2 separate regions of the Sus scrofa genome follow, and region 1 is linked to region 2. The links are chromatin contacts, called in public HiChIP or PLAC-seq maps. All regions are on one chromosome and are shown on one strand. The core of a region is the stretch at or near the end of the contact, and the rest is flanking DNA. Distances in the headings are between cores, read along the strand shown. Region 1 holds the start of MED18 (mediator of RNA polymerase II transcription subunit 18). Region 2 holds the start of SESN2 (sestrin-2).

The links. HiChIP or PLAC-seq counts read pairs in DNA pulled down with a chosen protein or histone mark.
Region 1: a contact with region 2 is called in an H3K27ac HiChIP or PLAC-seq map of alveolar macrophages. The contact joins the promoter of MED18 here to the promoter of SESN2 in region 2. A contact is called at or near these places in 2 of 5 promoter capture datasets (fetal liver and liver), 15 of 47 Hi-C or Micro-C datasets (alveolar macrophages, blood, brain and 6 more) and 2 of 2 datasets of contacts at active chromatin or transcription factors (alveolar macrophages and skeletal muscle).

Annotation. Positions count from the first base shown.
Region 1 is chr6:85,382,717-85,385,515 of Sscrofa11.1, forward strand. MED18 (mediator of RNA polymerase II transcription subunit 18) reads left to right here and starts at 1,369. Exons shown (of 3, transcript XM_005665139.3): 1 at 1,369-1,569; 2 at 2,131-2,272. The coding sequence starts at 2,200.
Region 2 is chr6:85,320,479-85,323,275 of Sscrofa11.1, forward strand. It overlaps SESN2 (sestrin-2), which reads left to right and starts at 1,504. Exons shown (of 12, transcript XM_021095666.1): 1 at 1,504-1,519.

The sequences.
Region 1 (2,799 bases), core at 119-2,618, 62 kb after region 2:
ATATTGTTCACCCAATTCTTACCTATTCTTTTTTTTTTAATTTAATCCTACTTTTGAAATGTCAGATAAAATGTGGGTAATATTTTTTTTAAGTTTAAAAATGTAAATGAGTAAGACAGTATAAATTACAGCAGGGGAAACTGGAATTATAAATGACTGTATAGGAGTTCCCATCATGGCTCAGCAGAAATGAATCTAACTAGTACCCATGAGGATGCAGGTTCCATCCCCAGCCCCAGTCAGTGAGTTAAGGATCCAACATTGCCATGAACTGTGGTGTAGTTGCAGACTTGGCTTCGATCTGGCACAGCTGTGGCTGTAGCGTAGGCCAGGGGCTACAGCTCCGATTCAACCCTGGCCTGGGAACTTCTATATGCCTTGCTCGGTGAGTTGGGGGTCCAGGATTGCCATGAGCTGTGGTGTAGGTCACAGATGCGGCTCAGATCGCACATTGCTGTGGCTGTGGCATAGGTCAGCACCTGAAGCTCTGATTCAACCCCTAACCTGGGAACTTTCATATGCCAGGGTGCAGCCCTAAAAAGAAAAAAAAAAAAAAGATGTGTAGCAATTAAGAGGGTGGGTTCTGAAATCAGGCAGCTGCTTAAATTTGTACCCCAGTCTAAACTCCCTGGTGTGTTATTTCTTGATGCCTAAGTTTCTCCATTAGTAAAATTAAGTAATAATTATACTTGGGTTACAGGGCTGCTGTGAAGATCAAAAATTCCAATATTTTGTTCATTAAGGATTTTTTTTCCACATTAAATTCGTAAAAGATTGCATTACAATTTTTTGAATTGTTAGGAGTTTTGGTGCCCCTTAAATTTTTCGCTCCAGGGAGTGCCTCAACCACCATACTCTAGCTCCATTCTTTGCATTTTACATGCTTGACACACAAGCAACATTCAATAAATGAGCTGAATTTACTTATCTCCCAAAATTTTTGAATTGAGGTAAAATAAACACAGAAGAGTGAACAAATATCAAATGTATTGCTGAGTTCCCTAATTGTTCAGAACAGTCTGCTAAACAGTAAAAGATGTCTTTCCTTCTTATCTTCAGGTACTCAACCAAAAGAAGTTTTGGTTTTATGATCTCTTTTTTTCTTCAGCTCTCTTCCCCCGGCTCTCTTTTCCCCCTGTAAGTTCCAAAAGAATTCCTTGACAAAAACAACTCCAGGCCGTCACACTTGAAAAAAGGAAAATATTTTCCGGGAGGACTGCCTTTGATGTCAAGGTCCCCCTCACGCCCCGAGGAACGCGCTCAGGAAGGCCGCCCTCTTCCACGCAGAATCGCAGTTTGCGCATGCGCTTCTACTTGCCAGGCCGCAGAGATGATTTTTATGCCTTCCCGGCACCCTTACGTCGCAGAATGGTGATGTCAAGATTTGCGCGACGGAGACTTTTTGCCGGAAGTGGAGGGGAGAAAGTGTTGCACTCCACCGGGGGGTGGGGGTCTTCAAGTTCAGTGCTGGGGGCTAATTATCGCTAAAAAGCTCCGAGGTGCTCTGGTGGCTTCAGTTCCCTGCTTTGCCAGAAAAGGCTAGAACACGCGCGGAGGTGTGTTTTTGGTGTGAGTAGGCACGCGTCGATGGTGGGGTAGGAGGACCTCAATCGTCAGAAGAACTTCGCACTTCTGTCTGGCTCGCTTTCAAAGGCGTTTTGAACGCCTAGATTTTTGTCTGGTTTATCTCTGCCATGGACTTGCTCTGTATCCTTCCCTCCAACCCCCACCCAAAGTGTCAGTATCCTCATCTCCAAATTGAAGGGGAGTCACCTCTCAGTTCTATTATTTCACGGCTATTGTGTCATCTGAGCCACAAAGCCTTGGGGGTTAAATGTCGACCTCATTTTATAAGGAAGACATTGAATCCCAGGGTCAGCGGTTTGATGGCTTATTGCACAGGAAATTCTGAAACTGAAGGTTTCAGACCTTGAGACTGAAAGATTATAACTCCATGATCAGGCCTCCTTTGTGTATTTCTGTATCATCAATTCCTGAAACTGACTTATGGAAGTTGTTCAAAAAGTTCTGGATGAATGAATGAATCTTTTGATGTTAAGGCTAATGACCCAGGTAGATCTGGTGTCTCTCCATCTCTCTGATGTATTAACAAGCATAACTCTTTTCCAGGTGTGTCCTGTGCTTTATTTGACTGGGACTCTGAATCCGGTTCTGTTGCTTTCAACTTAAACAGATAGCATGGAGGCACCTCCAGTCACTATGATGCCTGTCACCGGGGGCACCATTAACATGATGGAGTACCTGCTGCAGGGTAAGTGAACTAGGGAGCTTAGATTACCTGATTTCCTCTTTTCTGTTCAGGTTCCATGGAGATGAAAGGCTAATATACAAAGGCTACATAATTTCTGGCACCTCTTTTTTTTTTTTTTTTCAATTTGGCTTTAATTATGGTCACAAACATATAGCATTAAACATTTTGAGCATAACATTTAGTAGTGTTAAATATGTTTGCATTGTTGTATAGCCAATCTCTAGAACTTTTTCATCTTGCAAAACTGAAACTCTGTACTCATTCTTCCTTTCCCCTCCCCCCAGCCCTTGGCAACAACTTTTCTACTTTCTTTTTTTTTTTTTCTTTTTTTATTTTCTTTTCTGCTGAACCTACGGCATATAGAAGTTCCCAGGCCAGGGATCGAACCCACACCACAGGAGCAGCTCTGGCAGCTACAATGACAACACAGGATGAGTAACCCACTGCACCACAGGAGAATTCCAAACCTTTCTACTTTCTGTTTCTAATTTTGACTACGTTAGATAACTTTATATGAGTGGAATCAT
Region 2 (2,797 bases), core at 254-2,753:
CCCAAAAAAAAACCCCAATATGTTAACACTGATCCTCTCTTGGTAGTAGGATTAGAATTTTGAAAGGATTGCTCCCATTCTCTAAAAGGATCCTTTTTTATTTATTAAGTTACCAACATAATACATTTTGGCATTCATTTATTTATTTGCTTTTTCAACTGAACCAGTGGTATATGGAAGCCCTGCAGCTAGGGATCAAATCCCAACCCAAACTGTGACTTCTGGCAGGCACAGCTGCAGAAACACAGGATTCTTAACCTACTGCACCACAGTGGGAAGTCCCATCTTGGTTTTTAAACAATCATTAAATAAATATAGTGCATAAAACCTTATAATTCTCTATCATCCTTTTATTCCAGATGTAACTGGATCCTAATAGTTTGTTGCAAACTACACATCTTTCCAGACTTTTGTTGCCTCTGTATATTTATGGATGGTATCTATGACATAATTCTATTTTTTTTTTTTTGTCTGTTTGCCGTTTCTAGTGTTGCTCCCCCTGCATATGGAGGTTCCCAGGCTAGGGATCTAATCAGAGCTGTAGCCACCGGCCTACGCCACAGCAACACAGGATCCGAGCCACATCTGCGACCTACACCACAGCTCACAGCAAGGCCGGATCCTTAATCCACTGAGCAAGGCCAGAGATCCAACCCGCAACCTCATGGTTCCTAGTCGGATTCGTTAACCACTGCGCCACAACGGGAACTTCATATGACATAATTCTAAGTGCATCACTGGGCAACTTGTTTTTTTGTTTGTTTTAACCTAACATTAAATGCAGCATACATTTTCATTTCACCTAGAGCATCTACAATAGAGCACGTAGAGCTACCTCCTGCTTCTTTACTGCATGATATTCCACTGTGGAGACAAGAACAACGGGAAGTGCATTCCTGCTGGAGGGTCTTTTGGGAATCTGGTTTATTATTTGAACCAGTCCTCTTTGGTGAGCACTTTGATCCCTTCCAGTTTTACACTTTTACAATAGAATAATGAACAGGAGTAATACCAGTTTAGAGTAGAAAGCCTGAAAAACATTAGAAAACATAAAGGGGGGGAAATATTTCGAGTTACGTCTTTTGTACCTTTACACTTTCCTGTATTTTCAAAATATTCTGATATAACATATGTCATTTATAATTTGAAAAGGAAAAACATGCACTAAAACCAAAAGTTCATTAAAAGAAAATGAAAGAGAAAAAAAAAAAGAAACGAAAGCGAAGGGGATAGTCCCTGCCACCTCCCAGGGGAGGGGGCCGGCGGCGGGAGGGGCGGGCCGACACAGTCTGCACCAATCAGAGCCCGGTTGATAAGCAGAGCGAGGAGAATTTGGAGACACTCCCCGCCGAGCAAACTGTCTTGCGGTTTAGTTTCCCTAACCAGCCTGGAAACCTGCCTGGGCCTAGCCCGCATGCCGCTGCGGACTGCTATTGGCTGCCAGGCAACCCCGCCCATCTTCCTGTTCATTGGACGCCCGCGGTTTTCGTAAGAGGAGCCTGTTGCTGACCGAAAACAAGTAAGCGCAGCAGCTTTTGTTCAGGAGATTTTTGGACTGCAAACGTCCTGGGCACCCTTGGGTCAAAAAAGCAACATCACTTGGGTTCCCTTCCTGGCTCAGCATAAACGAATCTGACTAGCATCCATGAGCACGCAGGTTCTCTCCCCGGCCTCGCTCAGTGGGTTAAGGATCCGGCGTTGCCCTGAGCTGTGGTGTAGGCCAGTAGCTACAGCTCTGATTCGACCCCTAGCCTGGGAACCTCCGCAAGCCACCGATGCGGCCCTAAAAAGACAAAAAGACAAAAAAAAAAAAAAAAGCTATATCATTAACCATCGTTTATTTAGTCCCGGCTTAAGGCCGGGTTTCTAGCGCCAAACTTTTAATTTCAATGGTTATAATCACCTTTCTTGAACACAAAACTATCTGCCAGTCACTGTACTTTAAAATAAGAACAATAGTAACAATTTAAATGATACTTACAGTTTGTTGGTCTCTTAATCTTTATTCAAGCCTTGTTAAGGAATTTGTATGCCTTAGCTCTCATCCTTACAATAGCCCCTGTGAAGGTAAACGTTATCGCCCCATTTTACTCAGCAGGAACCAGGTTCAGAGAGGCGAAGTGACTTGCCTGGATTCGCACAGCTAAGGGTTAGAACTGGACCCTTCAACATTAATTCTGCTTCCAAGCACAATTTTTTCGAGGAGTGGGGGGTATACAAAAGACTTTTGAGGACAGGAAGAAGTGGATCAGGATGGTGGCAAGGCCCTGGGGCATTGCTTCAGTGACAGGCCTCAGGGTGATTGAGAATGGAATATATGGAGCCTCTAGGCGTGGAGGAGAAGGAGGAAGAGGGAAATCAGGACATCGGAGCCAATTCAGCAAAGAATTCTTCCTGGAAATGTGAGGCTCCTGGGGCCGTGTGTTGTGGTGCAAGTGGCCCTCGACTGGGGACCTGGACCCCAAGGTTCCAGGTATTGCCCTGTGACCAGCTTCCTGAGGGACCTTGAGCAAATGCCTTCTCTCTGGACCCCAGGCTTCCGTCTGTACGGTGAGAGAGTAAGCCGAAACAACGGGAAGTGCATTCTGGCTGGGGGGGCGGGGGAGTGTCCTTTGGGAATCTGGTTCCTGCTGGCATCAGGGAAACTCCTCAACAACCACACAATCTTTACTTAGCTGTTGCCTGGCCTCTTTTCAAGAACGGACAATCCTGTGAACCACCTTTTCCCCTCCCCGTCTGTTCTGAGCTATAGCAGAGTCGTGCCTGCAGGGGGCGCTGAGGGTTCATAGCTGACAAA